2 separate regions of the Mus musculus genome follow, and region 1 is linked to region 2. Evidence: chromatin contacts called from public Hi-C data. All regions are on one chromosome and are shown on one strand. Each heading gives the region's core, a stretch centred on a gene start, on an enhancer-like site or on the middle of the called end of the contact. The rest is flanking DNA. Distances are from core to core; before and after follow the strand shown. Region 1 overlaps Tekt5 (tektin 5). Region 2 overlaps Emp2 (epithelial membrane protein 2).

What was found. Hi-C and Micro-C count contacts between places; a contact is called where the count stands out from the background.
Region 1: a Hi-C map of uterus shows a contact between it and region 2, with 2.3 times the contacts expected there. The contact joins two enhancer-like sites. A contact is called at or near these places in 24 of 39 promoter capture datasets (the 3T3-L1 cell line, 3T3-L1-derived adipocytes, the C10 cell line and 16 more), 2 of 15 datasets of contacts at CTCF or cohesin (the NIH/3T3 cell line and large pre-B cells), 24 of 484 Hi-C or Micro-C datasets (the 3T3-L1 cell line, 3T3-L1-derived adipocytes, B cells and 13 more) and 12 of 115 datasets of contacts at active chromatin or transcription factors (SST interneurons, acute myeloid leukemia, bone marrow-derived macrophages and 7 more).

The regions. Positions count from the first base shown.
Region 1 is chr16:10,373,324-10,379,779 of GRCm38.p6, reverse strand. Tekt5 (tektin 5) reads left to right here. Exons shown (of 7, transcript NM_001291001.2): 5 at 661-883. It overlaps Gm41419 (a long non-coding RNA gene), which reads right to left. Exons shown (of 3, transcript XR_875900.3): 2 at 1,562-1,700; 3 at 855-931. Among named protein-coding and RNA genes, the nearest start is that of Gm41419, 5.2 kb to the right of the region's middle. Within about 2 kb of position 4,964, at least 89 of the 459 cell types and tissues checked have an H3K27ac peak or open chromatin away from gene starts, as enhancers often do. A contact at or near this core is called in uterus, where this site is marked.
Region 2 is chr16:10,282,650-10,288,717 of GRCm38.p6, reverse strand. It overlaps Emp2 (epithelial membrane protein 2), which reads left to right. Exons shown (of 5, transcript NM_007929.2): 3 at 558-663; 4 at 3,117-3,263; 5 at 4,103-6,068. The coding sequence ends at 4,290. Among named protein-coding and RNA genes, the nearest start is that of Emp2, 28 kb to the left of the region's middle. Within about 2 kb of position 2,022, at least 118 of the 459 cell types and tissues checked have an H3K27ac peak or open chromatin away from gene starts, as enhancers often do. A contact at or near this core is called in uterus, where this site is marked.

The DNA of each region.
Region 1 (6,456 bases), core at 3,715-6,214, 88 kb before region 2:
GTCATCACCTGCTTTTAAATTCCTTCTGGGCACATAGAGAATGTGTGAACAGCTGCTGTCTTTACTATGCTTTCCTGCTCTGGGTATGAGTTGCCTCAGGGACCTGGGTGCTGTCACTCACAGCTCTGCTTCTGGGGCTTAGAATAAAGTGTGGCTGTGGTGGACCTTCAAAATGTAATGATTAGGGTAGGGTGTGTGTGTGTTGTTGGCACAACACCCGCCAACTAAAGCCCCTATTTGTTGAGTAAACAGGTTGGTTAGGTGCATAGCCACAGGTTCGTCACTGAGTTGGGGCACTTGAGCCACTCTGGGCTTCTTAACCTTGTTATGGTCTTGGAGGTGGAGGGCAGAGCTACTTGAAGGACCACCACCTGTCCCATCCACTCCCAAGTGCCTTATCGAAAGTCACCGAGCCCTTCTGACTGCATTTGTGCCTGAAAAGGAGGGATGAATTAGGGCAAGTGTCCCCAACAGGGTTGTCTGTGGTGATCGAGGCTGTGCTGGGGGCTCCTGAGAAGGAAAGCAGGAGGCAGGTTTACCCTTGGGTGTGCAGAAACATGGAAGACCCACATGCCAAGGTTGAGTATCGCCTGAACCAGGGTTACCAAGACCTGTCAGCAGCTCCCCAGCTGACTTCTGCCTGCCCTTGTATGTTTGCAGGGTCTCCATTCCTGAAACCTGGGCCAAGTTCAGCAATGACAACATCAGACATGCTCAGAACATGCGGGCTAACTCCATCCGGCTGCGGGAAGAGGCAGAGCACCTGTTTGAGACCTTGTCGGACCAGATGTGGAAGCAGTTCACCAACACCAACCTAGCCTTCAACGCTCGCATCTCTGAGGAGACAGATGTGAAGAACAAGCTGCAGACACAGCTGGCTAAGGTAAGCAGGTGGAGCATCAAGGTGCTGTGTCCAATCAGGTGCTGAAGCCTGTCCAAGAGAGGGCTGTGAGCATCCCAGGGGAAGAGGGCATCTTTGGTCATTGATGGAAACTGGAAATTTTGGCTTTTGCTGTGGCACCCTGGGCACTGTTGTGGCTCCTGGTGCCCTTCCTTCTCTGTCTAAGTTTGGAGCTGAGTTTGACCAGGACAGCACTGTCCCTGAGGGTTCCAGCGCATCCTCTCTGCCACAGCAGCACCCTTTGGCTTTCAAAGGCTTTCTGTGGCATGATGTCCCCCTGTAGAGGGATGGGAGCTTTCTGAGCTAGAGGATGGCTCAGTTCTGCCCACCACCCTATCTTCTCCCCTCTGTTTACTCTGTAACTGGGGTACAATGTGTCAGTTCACACCTCTGAGGAACCTCCCTTCACAAACTTTATTTCCTCTGCACACCACAAATGTAGAGTGCTTTCTGGCTACTGGAAGCTATGCTGGGCACTAGGGATAAAGGGAGGGGCCTCCCAAACACGCCTGTCTACAGGCAGCTAACAGTCCGTCTGAGAGTGGTGGTAGGTGTGGAATTTACACAGAGCAACTTTGGGGTATTGATCTTATTGCAAGGTATGGGAATTTGGGGATACTAGCCCTGAATCCCTGTGAAAGCAGCTTTTTTGCTGTATACCTCTTTGTCTGTGGTGTAGTGGGCTGCAGGCAGACAGACCTTGCTAGAAGTTGCTGGAGCAGTCTACGCCCACTCGAATCTGAACTTGCATCTGCCCAGGTGTGCAGACAAAATGAGTTTCTTGAAAATAATTGCAAGACTGTAATGAGAGAAGCAGCAGGGAGTGAGTCAGAAGGGGGCCTCCATGGATGCAACAGACAGACAGGGATGTTTACAGCAAAGCCAGAAAGAGGGTGTGTGTGGGGGGGGGGAAGCAGCAAGGGGGTAAGGGGGTGAGGGGCTGCTCAGTTGGCAAAGCACTTGCCTTACAAGTGAGGGCCTGAATTCAGTCTCACATAAAGAGACAGACTCTACAGTATGAGCCTGCGGCCCTAATACTAGGGAAACAGAGAGAGGAGGATCTGCAGGGTCAATGCCAGCCAATATAGCTCTGGGCTCAATGAAAGACCCTGCCTCAAAAATTAGGGTGGGGAGAGATTGAGGAGGATACCTGATATCAATCTCTGGCCTTTACACATGGCTGAAGTCAACAGAATGTTGTAAAGAGGGCCCATTCCTGTAGGGTTTTGTACTCTCTCAGGAATGATCTAGGCCCTCCACTGCTCTAAAGTCTTTATTGGCTCTCTGTGTCAGTGGGAAGAAAAACAACATCCTGGCTCCCATTTCTCTCTGCCCTCATTCCCTGCTGTTGTTTACTACAGCCCCTCCCATGTCCCTGTCCTTCCCCACACACACCTGCTCACTGTGTGCTTCAGGACCTTGGTGTGTTCTTTCCTCTGCCGAGGTGGGGGTGGGGTGGGGTGGGGGTGGGGTAGTCTTCCTCTGGTGTCCTTGTGGCCAACCTCTGCTTCAAATGTCACTTATTATCAAAGCCTACCCTGAACATTCCTGTCCTACAAACCCCTCCCTGCTGTAACCCTGTGCTGAGGGGAACAGACACGGGAGGGTCTCTGACTGTCACCCTGGTTCAGTGGGAGACTGTCTCAGGGGATGAGGTGGAGAGTGAGAGCACACACGCGCGCACGCACACACACTCGCACATACACTCGAACACACACACACTCAAACACACACATGGAGAGAGAGAGAGAGAGAGAGAGAGAGAGAGAGAGAGAGAGAAGGCAGAGACAGCACGGCCGCACCTTCCAGTCTCACACTGAATCTTCAGACTCCATCATAGAGTTTGCTCTGAATAATGAATAGCTTTAGGTCTGTGGACCCATATGGTTGCTGTCACAACTACTCCATCCTGAGGGTGTGTAAGAAGGCAGCTATGGATAACTTGTACACAAATGAACATGGCCGTGTTCCAATAATACTTTATTTGTGCTGGGTGGTTATGGTGCACACCTTTGATTCCAGCACTCGGGAGGCAGAGGCAGGTGAATCTCTGAGTTTGAGGCCAGCCTGGTCTACAGAGTGAGTTCCAGGACAGTCAGGGCGACGCAGAGAAACCTTAGCTTGTAAAACCAACCAACTTTCTTTACAAGGCCATGCAGTGGACCAAGTTTGGCTCACAGGCTGCACGTCAGTCCGTACCCTGGAACTGGGTTCAGCAAGCAACCCCTCCTTCCTGACCTCTGAGAACCACTTGTCTTTGGGTTGCTACAGAACTTGGGATTTTTCCCTTTTAATTTGACATCAGAGTTTAGGATTTTTAATTCGCCATAAAGTTACTGAAGCAAAATTGATGACAAAACACTATTTTACAGAGTAAGATGCAATAGAGGCTGGCATTCATTGCTTCCAGCTGTGCTGTGCTGAGGATGGGCTTTGACGCGACTGCTGGGGCTCTAGTCCCTTATAACCTCGGGCAATCTTCCTTTCTTTTTAAAAAATACTTATTTCATTTTTCTCCCTCTCCTCCCCCTCCCTCCCCCTCCCCCCCCCTCTCTCTCTCTGTGTGTGTGTGTGTGTGTGTGTGTGTGTGTGTGTGTGTGTGTGTGTGTGTGTGTGCTTGTTTGGACATGTGCACTTGTGGAGGTTCTCTAATGTAGGATCTGAGGATTGATTGAGCTCATGTCCCCAGGCTTTTGTGACAGTGCCTCTATTTGATAAGCCACCTTGCTGCTCCAAACCTGTAACCGCCCTGGGGTCTGGTCCTTACAGGAGAACACTGAGGCTTTTAGCCATCTTCTGGAGGGAAGTAGTTGCTGGCCCCAGAGCGGGAGAGGATAATGCCTAGGTGGTCTGAGTTCTCTGGCAGCCAAGAGCCTGGGATCCTCCATGTTCCCTCTCCAACATCCAGTTATCTACTTGTGTGTGCTAGGGTGAAATTCAGTGCAAGACAGGGGAATGGGACTCACAGATGTGCCGAGGAGGAGACCTCGGGGCAGTGACCCTGCTATCGAAAGCACGTGTTTGAAAGCAGACACGATGGCACACACGATCATGTGATGTGATCCTAGCACTCAGGAAGTGGAGTCAAAGGGTCAAAGAATCAAGGTCATCCTCAGGCCTCACACGGAGTTGGAGGCTAGCCTGGGCTAATGAGACCCTGTCTTCACAACAAGAACAAGAAAATGTTTATTCTAAAGGTGTTGGAGGCAGGTCCCAGCAGGCAAGATGACATTTGCTGTGTTCTGTTACAGGACCATTAGTATCCCTGAGCTGAATAGTAAGAACACAGCCCCTCCGTCCGTCAGCAGCCTTCCTTAGGTGCAGGTGGTCTCAATGCCTAACTAAAGAGTCCCAGCACACACATTTGCCTCTTTCTTATTTTATGCATTGTTAATGTTCTTTCCACATACAGCAATGCTGTTTGATTTACACCAATGATAGTTAGAGATAGAAAGCTTCCACTTAAAATAAGCGCTCTTTTTGTTTCTAAACTGAGTTGAGCTGGGCGTGGAGACTCACAGTGCATGGGAGGTGGAGGCAGGAGGATTGCTGCTAGTTCTTGGCATACAGAGTGAGAGACCCTTTTTTGAAACAACAACAACAACAACAACAAAATTAAGCCAGCAGAAACAAAACACTTAGGGGAAGGAGATGGTCAGCTGGTAACGGCCATCCAGCCTGCTGTCTAAAGTTCTATTTCCAGGACCCACATGGTGGGAAAAAAAAAAGAAAACTGATCCTTGAAGCTGCCTTCTGGTCTCATTTGTTACCGCCCCCCACCCCTGTGTGCGCACCACATATATACAACAAGTAAATGCAATTAAAAATATAATAAGAACCCCAAACAAGAAAATCCTAACAATAATGACATATAAAATAAAGTGACTGGATTTAGAGAAAGATACAGGTAATCCTGAAGTAAGCTGTGCACAGTAAGGCAGAAGTGGAGGAGTAAACGGGGTGAGAGAAGAAAGAACCTGGCCAGCCGTGCAGACCTGCGCACTGTGTTCCCTGTGTTTGGTCCGACTAAGCCAGTGGGCGGGGCCTGGGAATCAGCGTTCCTAATGAGCTACGTTGGAGCCTTGGCTGCTGACGCCACGGATTTCTCTGGGAAGATCAAAAGCAGTGTGTGTTGGCCTGGATGAACTTCTGGGCAAGCAGCTAGCTCTCTCCTTCCCTCTCCTGCCCACTTTCCCACTTGGGAAGTGAAGCGACCAAGTCAGGCTTTCCCGTTACATAGACCTAGGCAGATTTGTGCAGGGATGTGAAATGCCCCTGTGGGGTTTGGCCCCCAGGTAACCTGTTGCAGTCCTTGGATCCAAATATCACTTCCCTCTTGCTGTGGTCAGGGGTGTGGCATCAGGAGGCTGGCACCAAGGTGAGCCAGACATGCCAGAAGCCCAGCCTCAATCAGGCTGTTTCTCTGCTGGCTGTGAACTGTATGTAGTCAGGAGACACGGAGCAGACAGGAGACAGGTATGACCATCACTGAGGGGAGCGGTGTGTGATGGCCAGGGAAATAATAAATGCTTTTTTTTCCTTTTTGAGATACATTGTATAGCCTAGGCTACCAAGAACTTGCAATATAGCCCAGGCTGGCCTCAAACTATCATCTTCCTGCCTTAGACCCCCAAATGCTAGACTTTGGAGCACGCACCACAGGCAGGCTTGTATGAGTCTTTTCTTTTTCTCTTATTTAGTTTTGAGAATTTCAGTATAAGCACTGTATTTACATCACTCTGCCCGGTCCCTCAGGTGATTGTTTCCCACAGCCATAGTCAGCCCTGACTGCTGAGTCACACCTTCTTCAGCCTTGCTCTGGTCCCACACCCAGCTGCATGCCCACACCTGCACTTGGATGTCTTTTTTTCTATGTGCATGTTTGTGTGGTGTGTGCAGTGCGTGTGTGTGTGTGTGTGTGTGTGTGTGTGTGTGTGTGAGAGAGAGAGAGAGAGAGAGAGAGAGAGAGAGAAGTGTGTGTGTGTGTGTGTGTGTGTGTGTGTAAGCCAGACGCCAGCATCAGGTATCTTCCTCCATCACTCTCTGCCTTACATTTTGACACAAGACCTCTAACCAAGCCTGGAGCTCACCTATTCAGCTCTGCTGGGTAACTAGCAAGCTCTAGGGTTTGTCTCTCATTTCCCATAACCAGAACTACAGTCCTTTAGTGGGTGCTGGGGGTCCGAACTCAGGTCCTCATGCTCGTGGGTGAGCACTTTACCTATTGAGCCACCCCAGGCCTGGACATGGATTTCTAAGAGGCCTCTTCTTAACAGGCTTGAACCCCCATCTCCAGGACTTTCACCCTCTTGCTTATTCCACCGAGAGTCTTCCCCACCTCAATTTAGTAGCTCCAACTTCCAGATAATTCCAGGGGTTTCCTAGGGCTTCAACTTGTAAGTGCTCACTTGCAAACTTGAGAATAATTCTGCCTGCTTCTATCCCCTACTCTGGATGCACTCCACTACTTAAACCCAATCTTACTGTGGCTTATATCCTGACATACTCTATCTCTACCCGACAGAGACGACCACCTGCCTGTTTTGCCTGGCTTG
Region 2 (6,068 bases), core at 773-3,272:
CCGGGTTCTGATCCGGTCCTAATCCCATGGCCTATAACCACACACAGATACACACACGCATACACAGCTCTGAATCCAGTTCTTCATGTAAGAGAAACTCGAGTGTTTGTCTCCCTGAGCCTCGCTCGTGTGCTCACCTATTTTCCTCCAAATGTTATGATTTTATTTTTTTTCTTCTGTGTACATGTGCCATGTTTTCTTATCCACCCATCAGATCTCCTGGTCCCTTGATGTCACCCTTTCTTCTCCACATTCCCCGTGCCATTCTGGTAGAACTGGCCTCCACTGACCCTCAGGATATTTCTCCCATGGGTCATGAGAACATGAGCCACCTCAGATCCCTCTGAAGACCTGGCATCCCATGGGACTTAGCAGAGACTCAGAACCGACCTGAGGCCTCTTGACTCACAAGTGTGCATTTGAACCAAGTCCTCAGGAGACTCACTTGTGGTCTGCCCTTGAGAAGCAGTGAGTCCTGAGGGCCCACATTGACTCCTTGGCCCAGCAGGACTCAGGATCTGCGCGTCCCTAACCAGCGGCTTCCATTCCCTTCACAGGCCTGGTGGGTAGGCGACAGCTTCTCTGCTGACCTCTGGAGAGTGTGCACCAACAGCACAAACTGTACCGAGATCAATGAGCTGACCGGCCCTGAAGCGTTTGAAGGTGAGTGTGGGTGGCTGGGGCATCACCATTCCCATATCCCCTCCCTCCTGAGACTTGGCAGACCCAGCCAGGTCAGGTCCATCTCAGCAGACCCAGGCCTATCTGCTTGCTCTCTGTCCCTGTATGTAATGCTGACTGAGCCCCAGAAACAGTCAGCAGTGGTGATAAACTGGACCCATCAAGACAGCTTGCTGAGTCCAGAAGCAGTGTTTTTGGGCCTCTGCTCTTGGTGTTCCATGCCTCCCTGTGGGAATTCCTGTATTACAGCTCTTTAAATCAGGAATCCGTGAACTACCAGCTAAATGCAGCCCAAGACCTGCTTTGGTGTGGCCCATGAACTAAGAATGCTTTTAACATTTTAAAAGAGTTGTAAAAAGAACAAAATCCTCAAAACAAAAAAAGGGGGAGAAGAAATAATAATAATAATAATGTGACCAGAAGCTTAAAGTAATTTATTGCCTGGCTCTTTCCTGTAAAAGAAAAAAAACAAAAACAAAAACAAAAACAAAAAAAACCTTGTGCCAGCTCCAACTTCTTCCACATGTAAATTTATTTCCTGAGTAAATGTACCTGCAGCATCAGTGGTAAACTGGTGTCACAAGCCGTGAAAACAGGAGGAAAGGCTAAATTAAAAGCCAAAGACCCTCAGTGAAGTCTAACCCAACTGACTCCCTCTGTCTCTGTTTGTCAGAGGCCATGACACACACGTGGACATCAGAGAGAACTGTGGGGGTTAGTTCTCCATGGCTCCAACTCAGGTTGTCCAGCATGGTTGTGGACGGTGGAGAAGCCTTAGCTAGTGAGATCTCTCTGGCCCATCCTCTCCTTACTGATTTTTTTGTGCTAAACAAAACCAAAATTTAAGCAACTCAAATGCAGTTGTAGCCCATGTAGCTGTGCAGGGAGTAGTTCTGAAACCCTGCAAGGATTCCCCAAGGCTGTGGAAGGGTGCACACCACCTCTGCACCGTAGTTTCTAGATGACTTACAACACCGAATACAATCTCTGCATGTTGTTTCATTGTGTGACCCGGTATGGTGCATGGCAGATTCAGATTTTGATTTCTGGAACTTTCTGGGTTCTCCCTTCAACTGACACACCTCAGAAATAGTTGTTGAGCCCAAGACTACAGGCACTGCTGCTATGGGGCCTGGCTGTCTTAGCAGGTATTATGAGGTGGTAGCCCTGCAAGCGAGCCCATTCCTGAGGCCTCCAGGAACCCTGAGACCACAGCAAGGTCACAGCCCTCCCCTGACTGACTTCCTGCTTTTGGTGGCCTGGCTGGGTTTCACCCACACGGACATCACGGCCACCAGCAGCACACTCAGCAGCTCATCGCCAAGGAACCTAGTCTAAAAGCACCGAGTCATTTCTTCTCACAAAACCAGTTTCTACAGTTGCTTCGTCACAGGATATGAATCACCTGGGGTACTTGCTAAAAATATATTATCTTGGCACCAACCCCAGAGGAATGGAGGCTGAGTGAGGAATCTGCATTTTAAATAAGCCTTCCTAGGTGGCTCCTTGGAAAATTTAATTACTAATGTTCAAAGCCACGGGGTCACAACGTTGGCTCACTTTGAAATTCCCTAGGAGACTTTAGAAGTGTTCTCCGTGCCTGGTGTTCCAGTTCATTTTGTCTCAGGAAAGTCTGGTAATATTTTTTAGAATATAGCCATCATTTACAAACATGGAAATGCATACTTCTTAAGGGCTCCTTGGTGCAATGAGTTTTGACAATTCTTTATAATCCTAGCAAACTACCACTGAAAGCAAAGCAGAGGACTTTCCTAACACCCCACAAGGTCCTTTGGCCCATTCCCCTCAACTCCTAGCCAGAGAGCCCCACCCCCCCAGCTTATTTACCCCTGATCCTGGACTTTGAGGAGTGATGTGTTCTGTTGGAGAGTACGTTTGTTTGCCATAAGGAAACAGGAAGCAGGACCAGGTGTTTTCTGTGGGGCCCAGATGTGCAGCTTAATGTGAGCGATACGATCCATTGCTGTTAACGCCTTACCCAGCCCTTATAATCAAAGCTCCCTCCAGCCATCAGGCAAACTAAAAAGGTTGAGACCTGGCTGTTGCTCTTTTCCCAAGCCAAATAGGTAGGAGCTGCAATCCAGAGCAGGGAGAGTCTTGGTTCTGGCTTCATCTTCTGTTTAAGTTGGTATTTGATCAACTGCCTAGCTGGAGGAGAAGAGCGAGGTAGCCTGGCACACTGCCAGGGTGGCCAGGTATGTTCAGTCTGTGGCCCACGGAGCACAGTGACTAGGAATGGGGCCCAACACAATGCTGTGGACTCACTTAAGACATGAGCTTACCCTGGTGTCAGATCTCAGTGTGAAGTTTATAGATGACAACCCTGTGTCACAGTGCCCAGTAGTTGGATGGACATGCTTGGCTGCAGACAGTCCTATAACCCTCTGTGTGAAGCCTTCATCTTCTGCCCACAGGTTATTCTGTGATGCAGGCGGTGCAGGCCACCATGATCCTCTCCACCATCCTCTCCTGCATCTCCTTCCTCATCTTTCTGCTCCAGCTCTTCCGCCTCAAGCAGGGAGAGAGGTTCGTCCTGACGTCCATCATCCAGCTCATGTCCTGTAAGTGAACCTGGAAGCCGCGTGTACTGCCTGTACACACATGAGACAGCCTGTGCTGCCTACACACACACACACACACACACACACACACACACACACACACACAGCCAGGAAGTGACTCTTTAGAGCATACATTATTCGAAAGGGGACAGTCTGCCAGAGCAAAGCCTGCCCTCCTTCTTTTCTTGGGCTCCTCTAGTGGAGGGCAAACAATAAATCAATTCCAAGTTCAGGCATGGCCTTCTGGCCAGGTGGCTCTCATCTCTGAGATCCATCTTTCCTCCTCCTCATCTCTTGCACACACTAAGGCCATGAAGTCTTGAGTTCCTTCTCCTTCACCACTTTGGACGGCATGTAGATTTATGGTTAACTCAGAACAGACAGACCATTAGCAGGTGACACACAGACTCCTTCCGGCAAAGTGAAGCTCTTCTCCTATAGCTTGTGCTGCACTTCTGCATTGTATCCCACCAAAATCACTGAAGGAGGGAAGTTGGGGAACACCCAGAAAGGAGAAGCTGGCACACACTCCATATGGAGGAGTTTGGATTTAGGGGGAAAGGGAAGGTGTCTGCAAAGCTTGAAGCCTGAGCTTGGGTACCATGTGTTGTCTGGGTGTGGAGTGGAAGGAACAGTTTGGCAGGCAAAAGTGCTGGGATGAAGAAGCAGAGCTGTGAGGGCCGGAATGAGGAGGGCAGACTGAACGGGCTCTCATAAGCCACGGAAAGGACTTGAGGTCTGTATCCTAAGCTGGTGGGAAGCCATTAACAAGTGTTAGGCCAGGTCCAGATTCTAGTGTGGCCTGCAATATTTCTGAACCCTGTCTTTGTTCCTGACAGGTCTGTGTGTCATGATCGGAGCTTCCATCTATACAGACCGGCGCCAAGACCTTCACCAACAGAACAGAAAACTCTATTACCTACTGCAAGAAGGCAGCTACGGCTACTCTTTCATCCTGGCCTGGGTGGCCTTTGCCTTCACTTTCATCAGCGGCCTCATGTACATGATCCTGAGGAAGCGTAAATAAGTGTCAGAAGTCTGACCACCCTCCCACAGGGTGGCATCCATGGTCACATAACCATTTTGTATATAATCATTTTTTGTGTTTTTTCTAGCAAACATATTGTTTCCTTTAAAAGCTTTTATGAAGAAGAAGAAGGAGAAGGAGAAGGAGAAGGAGAAGGAGAAGGAGAAGGAGAAGGAGAAGGAGAAGGAGAAGGAGAAGAAGAAGAAGAAGAAGAAGAAGAAGAAGAAGAAGAAGAAGAAGAAGAAGAAGAAAGAATAGAGACAGAGAAGGAGTTTCTGCATTCTTGGGATCACAAACCAGACCATGAAAGCTGGCATTCAGAATGCCTGCCTACCAAAAGTCTCAGCAAGGCCCAGCAAGCTCCACAGGATGCTTTTCAAGGGTGGCTCTGTGGTGTGGGTACGGCCAAAGGTGGGGAAAGCCAGTCTTTGGGAGCAGACTCTTTGTAGGAGTCTGCCCTTCCCTCTTCCCCTGCCCACTCCACTCTGACAGCCACAGGTGGAATGATGAGGGCCCAAATGTGGGACATCTATGCTCAGATATTAAACCTAAGCTCACGTAAGAAGTGGGCAAAGACTGGCCCTGGTTTGTCTGTAAGAGACCCAGAGTTTCCCAACCCCCCTGCCATGAGCTAGGTCATCACACTAATTTGTTGATGTTTGCTCCTGTTTGCCTTAAGGATAGTGACCCTTGCCTGACGCAGATGTCATGTTTAGGCATTAAGTGTCCATAGGTCATTCCGTAGGGCATCTAGTACACGTCGGTTCACAAATCTACTTCCAAGACCCTCAGAATCCTTCATTAAAGGGCTGGGCCTGGGTGTCTGAATTTCTGATGAGCTCCCTGCAATATGGTTAAATGCACTATAACTGGAGGTCAGAGCCTTAGAACCGGGGGGAGCAGAGCCACCTTGTAAATGTTATCAGGCTAATCACAATGAGATGGCCCCACTGCTAGCTACGTCTCAGCCTCCATCAGCTCTTGCTGCCTCTTCCACAGCTGCTTACATCTGGGACACTTGTGCCCCATTCCCAGGCCATACAAGCCTGGAAGGTGGGCTGGACAGCCTCCTCCCTGACCTACATGGGAAGGTCTCTCCTTTTCTTCCCGCCCTTTTTTCTAATGTGGATGCTTCCATTAATCCTCTGTTTCTGGAGCCTTGGAAGATCTGTCTTCCATTCATTCATCCACCCATCCATCATTCAACATGAATGGGTCATGTCACGTGTTGGGTGCAAGGGATACTCTTTCAAAACAATCCCTCACGAGACTCACAGTCTAGTGAAGAGCACACGCCAGAAACCAATTAGAGAAGCTACCAACCACGATGGAACATCAGGGATTCAAAACCTCGGGGTGAGAGGGAGCCTACTTTCTCTGTGTTCTTCTAAGAGCCCTGATGGCTCTCGATTGCTCTGAACAGAGGTCCACTTGGTCCAGTGCTATCATGGGTAGTGCCCACGAGGTTTCCCCAGAGAATACTACTGTAGAGCATTCTATACTCCCCACAGGGAGACAGGAAAGGATTCCCAGAGCCATGGCTCTTAAGATGGTCCTCGAAGGAAAATCCAGTCATTTCCAAGTGGGCCCTGAACCCTGAGGCTATGGGGAGGTCTTCAGAAGTCCTGGAAGAGTGACAACACCCGAGTCCCAGGAGCTCTGTGATGGCAACCTTCTCCCTTGAACACCCTTTTCCATTTTTGAGCATCGAGTTGGAGAGGTGATTCTGGGACAGGGTGTGTATATTTGTGTTGTTTAAACACATTCACATGTAAGCT